Regions from separate parts of the Mus musculus genome. Here region 2 is linked to region 1. A link is a contact called in public HiChIP or PLAC-seq data. All regions are on one chromosome and are shown on one strand. Each heading gives the region's core, a stretch centred on a gene start, on an enhancer-like site or on the middle of the called end of the contact. The rest is flanking DNA. Distances are from core to core; before and after follow the strand shown.

Region 1 (2,700 bases), core at 110-2,609:
AGGGGATGAGACGGGATCTTGCTCCAAAGACCCTGGCTGGTCTCCAATAGACAGTCTCTCCCCAGCAGTTGAAGCTCAGGCCATATGGGTGTGCACCACCACTGATACATTTATGTCTTGTAAGATTGTACTTGTGTGTACATCGCTTAAAAGTGAATAACTAGACTCTCATCTTTAGAATACACAAAATGAGCCCTCCACACATACATTGTGCATGTGTGGTTTTGGCTGGGGAGCAAACCCAAGGCCTCACTCATGTCTGTTTGGCAACTGTCTAATCAGCCTCCCTTTTGTAATTTGAAAGAAATCTCTCTGGGATTTCAGGGGCAGGTTCTGATGCCCAAGAGTGAGTCTTCAAAGGGCTCTCACCTCCCTCTGCCTGAGCGAGGCTGGGTGGAGCTCGGGCATGTCTCCCCTGTGCCCTTTCTTTCCTGGAGTGTAGACTGAGGAGGCAGGTCCCGCCTTTCTTACTTCTGTCATCCCTTCTATTCCCTGGCCTCCCAAGGTAGCCCCGGGTGGAAAAAGGCAATAGAGTACTTTAAGGAGAGAGACTCAAGTAAACTGAAAGCCCAGATCATCTAAACTTCAAAAGATGGATCCTAAAGCCAGAGACTGTTTCTTGGGAGAGAGCCCTCAGTGGGTGCCTGATCTTCGTTAGGTTCAGGCGAGCCTTTCAGTGGCTACTCCTTGTCAGCCTGTCTCCCCTAGCACTTCCTGCTACCTCACAGAGCGGAGCAAGCATTTCCCTCTCTCCCGGGAGAGCTCACAGGACCCGACTGCTCTGTGAAGTTACGATTCCTTTCCATTATAGGAAAAGCATTAAAAATCTGCGGTCTTGAGCACCCAGGAAGTAAAGGAAGCAGTCTCGGGACTGAGCAGAACACAGCAGGGTACAGGTTTTATGAACCCTCCCGGGGGGGGGGGGGGGGAGGGGGGGAGGGAGGGGAGCCCAGAGCCGGTCTTGCAGTTTCTTGTATATGTACAAGAAGTATTAATTCATTTCCCCCTCTTTACACAATATAAAATAGAGGCTATTATAGTTAGCTCTGGAATGTTCCTCAAAGGCAGGGATGTCGAAGGCTTAGTGTCTGGCCTGTGGCTTTGTAGGGAGGGCGTAGAACTATTTGGAAGAGGGGCCTGGCCAGGGGAGCTTAGGTCATGGGCTGTGCCCTTGCAACTCTGGAATTCTGGTCCCTTCCACTCTTACTTCCTGGACACTGAGTGACAGGACCCCTAGCCACGAACTCCCGCCCTGGTACACTACTGGCAGCGTGGTGTGCGGTGTGATAGGGCTAAGCAGCCTGGAGGAGGCCTCTCAGACTGCCCCCCAATAAACATCATCTTCTCTAACGTTGATTGAAGGGGGGGGGTGTCTTTTGTCACGTGACAGGAAGCTGACTGACACAGACTCTCAGTCGGCTACAAGCTCCAGACATATGCATGAAGTTATTGTGTACTCCCTCCTCCTCTCCTCTATCTCCCCCCCACCCTCCCGTTCTGGGCACAGGGATAGACTCTGAAGGCTTGAGAGCTGCCAGGAACCAGGAATGCTTCAAACTTGAGCCGTTTCTGCCCCGCTAGAGCTACGCTGGCTTCTAACCACTTCAAACACACAGTGGAGTGCCCAAAGCAATGTAACCTTGCTGGCTGTAGAAGTCTGCAAAACCAGAGAAAAACTGGAGTCAGCTGGCCTCAGAGATGGAGGATCACACAAGAGGACACTCTACAACCTAAGTCTACTTTCTATAAGGTAGAATTATATTTAGATTAAAAAGAAAAAAAAACTTATAAGAGCTGGAGAGAGGGCTCAGTAGTTAAGAGCACTGGTTGTTCTTCCAGAGGACCCAGGTTTGATCCCATGACCTCCGTGGCAGCTCACAACCCTTTGTAATTCAAGTTCTAAGGGGTCCTGTGCCCTTTCCTGGCCTCTTTGGGTACCAGGCATACACATGGTATGCAGATAAACACATAGGCAAAACACCCACCCAGATAAAATAATTTTTAAAAATTCAAAGTAGCAATCAGCCAGGCATGATGGTTAGTCTGAGCACCCATGAGGCAGATGAAATGATCTCTGAGCCCAGCCAAGGCTGCACCCTAACTCAGAACAAACCAATATAATCCTATAACACAAAAGCACCTCCAATAGTGAGACTGGAGTACTAAGGGACAATCAATTTTTTTATACTTAAAGATTGTCATAATATTTTGGGAGACATTAGACTAGAGAGTTCTGTATTCCTATGTAGGTAAACCAAAACTCAACTCAATGTTAATGGTTGTCTTCTAGGCTACTGTATAACCCTTAACTAATGCCTAACTGAAGACCCAGGCTTAACCTTTTGGATTAATCTAATTAATTAACCACTAATTAACCTCTACCTAGAGAGTTTCCAGGAAAGATTCACCGAGTCACTGCTTTAAAAAGCTAAATTGTTTCCAACAACTAGTTAGATGTCTACCTTGGTTACTTTGCTGTTGCTATGGTAACATACTCTGCCAAGAACAACAGTTTATGTGGTGGATGAAGTCAAGACTGCAGGGTCTTGGAGCAGCTAGTCACATTGTGTTCACAGTCAGTAAATGGAATGATGGACCACTAGTATCAAACTTAATTTCCCCCTTGCATTCAATCCAGGATCCTGGCTTAGGGAATGGTTCCACCCACAATGGACAAGTCTTCCCACCTTGATTTACTCA
Region 2 (2,700 bases), core at 21-2,520, 220 kb after region 1:
CTGGGTTTTCACCAGACAGTGCAGGCCTTTAATCCCAGCACTCAGGAGGCAGAGGCAGGTGGATCTTTGCATTTGGGGCCAGCCTGGTCTACTGAGGGAGTTCCAGGACAGCCAGGGCTACACAGAGAAACCCTGTCTTGGGAAGAGAGAGAGAGAGAGAGAGAGCGCTGAGATAATCAGACATAGCCCTCCACTCTGAAACTTGATACAATCAAACTTTAGGGAACAGTAACTCAGTCCCAGAGCCCGGAATTGGGGTTAAGGAGCTAGAAGCGAAATCACATATAGCCCTTCTCCCTCTTCTACTGCAAGCTCTGTCTTGAGCCTTTCAAGCATATGTATAGATGACAACAGAACCAACAGAATAATCAAAGGCTCACAGATCCCACTGGGGACTAAATCCCACAACTGCCAGGCTCCCTATAAAATGGACACTAAAGGGCAAAGAACTAATCTTTCTTACATCTCTCTGCAAAAGAGCGAGAAGGGCACCAAGCTTGAGGGTGTGGTTAGGATTTTTAGCCACAGCCTCTGAAAATGGATCATGTTCAGTGTCCCTAGTGCAATAAACAGAGACGTTTATAGTGACCAATTGCTACACCTCCCGTGCTGTGTGTGCTTTTGTAACTAGTGACAGAAAACCAAATCTCAATGGACTTACTGTTCCCCAGAGCCTGTCAATTTTTTTTAATTCTGCGTTACACTACAGGAACAGTTTCTAAAAACAATCACCATAGTAGTACACCTTTGTCATGATTGTGAAACAGATTCAATATCTATAGTAAGGAGGAAACATAAATACATGCATGATGAATGACCTCATCAAAAACCCTCTTAGTACTTAGTGGCTTGTATACATCTGATATTTGATAGTTTCTCTTTTCTACATTTAACATTCTTTGAGAAATCTATTTGAATCTTGGGGGCTGGTGAGATGGCTCATCGGTTAAGAACACTGGCTGCGCTTCCAGAGGTCCTGAGTTCAATTCTCAGCAAGCACATTCTGGCTCACAGCCATCTTTAGGGAGATCTGATGTCCTCTTCGGGCAATTGCGGATGTATATGCAGCAGAGCACTCATACATTAAATAAATACAATTTTTTAAAAAGCGCAATATTTCTGGGGAAACAACAACAACAACCCCCAATAGCCGGTAATACAAAAAAACTAATATGGAAGGTTAGATCAAAGCTCAAACACAGTTCTAATCCAGGCAATATTGAAGCACAAGGCCCGCGGTTGAGCGGCAGCGCGCAGGCGCAGTGGCTCGGGGGCGTGGCCACGTGGAGGGTTTTCTGCGTGCGCGCATGCTCCTTCAGTGAAACTGCAGTTTAAATTCAGCCGCGGCGGCCAGGCTCGCTTGCCGGCCTCAGTGAGGCGGTCCTGCGGTGGCGATCGAGTTCGGTGCTGTGTGGGAGAAGCGCTGCGACCGAAGGCAGAGAGGTGAGAAGGGCACACTCGAGCGGAGGCGGAAGCCGAGGAGGCTGCCAGGGGGCAGGGTTAGCCGAGCGCGCCCTACGGCCGGACGTGGGGGCGGAGGCGGCGTGGGATGGATTGGAGCGAGTGGCAGCCCAAGTATAGTGGCGCCTTCGGTGAGTGTACGTAACAGGTTGGATTCTAAAATGTAGAGAGTCTGTTTTAAACGATTTTCAGGGGTTATTGTATATAGTGAAGTCAGGTGAAGACACAGGTTGACTGATAATGAACTTGAGATCCAATTTGGCAGTGTGCCTCAGGGACCATACTGTTGCATTCTCGGCTGCACTGCCCCCCCCCCCTTTTTTTTAAGGTTGAGGAAGTTCGGGAAGTCGACCACATTTTGATGGAAGTGGCATAAAAGTAGGATTAAATAATAAATACATGGTCCCTGCATGCAGGACCCTGTCCTGAAATCCCGGCTAGCTTGCAGTTCTCATGTACAGGGTTTCCCTGCCTGCCCGCAGCCCGGGTTCCTGGTTTTCCCAGACGGCGACATTCTTCACCTCCGAGTGCATCATTTCAGGAAATCTCCTGTTTAGCCTTGCTAAGTTCTCTGTTGTACTTAGGTGAGCTTGACCATAGCAGAGCGCTTCGCACCTGGGTTAAATGCGTACTTTTTCTTCTTTAATGCTACTTACTCCTTAACACCCAGCCGCTTTCGGTTGTAGATTAAGCTCTGGGCAGCTGCTAGGCGAGGGCTCCACTAGTGAGCAGTGTCTCCAGCCAGCAGTTCTGTCATGATATCCGTGATAGGTTAAGTGAAATTAAGAAGGGGGTGGGGTGGGGGCTCTGAAGAGTGCTTAACACATGTTAGATGCTCAGAATCTGTGGTTACCTTTAAAAACTTACTTTTACTATTTTATGCATAGTTTGTATGTCTGGATCCTCTAGAACTGGAGTTAGAAACAATTGTGAGTTGCTGTGTGGGTGCTAGGAATTGAACCTGGGTCCTCTGGAAGAGCAGCCAGTGTTCTTAACTACTCCGCCATCTCTCCATCTCTTGTTGGCTACATTTCTTTACCCTCTCTTCGTGTTTTAGTGGTTTTCCAGTTGCATAGCTCTTTTTATTACTGCATTTTCTTAAATTTGTTGTGTGGCCTTTAGTTTTTGTTGTTTTGTTTTGCTCGGTGCTTTCTCCACCTGGGTAGTCGTTTTTCTTTCCCTAATACCTGGAGGAACACATTGGCAACTACCATCTCTCATAAATGGATTGACACTATC

What was found. HiChIP or PLAC-seq counts read pairs in DNA pulled down with a chosen protein or histone mark.
Region 2: a contact with region 1 is called in an H3K4me3 HiChIP or PLAC-seq map of bone marrow-derived macrophages, with 4 times the contacts expected there. The contact joins the promoter of Ddx11 here to the enhancer-like site in region 1. A contact is called at or near these places in 11 of 39 promoter capture datasets (the C10 cell line, the HPC-7 cell line, cranial neural crest and 8 more), 18 of 115 datasets of contacts at active chromatin or transcription factors (the 230-238 cell line, T-cell acute lymphoblastic leukemia, bone marrow-derived macrophages and 11 more) and 3 of 9 other capture datasets (adipose tissue, liver and pancreatic islet).

The regions. Positions count from the first base shown.
Region 1 is chr17:65,905,817-65,908,516 of GRCm38.p6, forward strand. No RefSeq gene overlaps it. Among named protein-coding and RNA genes, the nearest start is that of Gm35550, 5.8 kb to the right of the region's middle. Within about 2 kb of position 1,360, at least 120 of the 459 cell types and tissues checked have an H3K27ac peak or open chromatin away from gene starts, as enhancers often do. A contact at or near this core is called in the HPC-7 cell line, T-cell acute lymphoblastic leukemia, adipose tissue and 7 more, where this site is marked.
Region 2 is chr17:66,122,250-66,124,949 of GRCm38.p6, forward strand. Ddx11 (DEAD/H box helicase 11) reads left to right here and starts at 1,271. Exons shown (of 27, transcript NM_001348292.1): 1 at 1,271-1,443.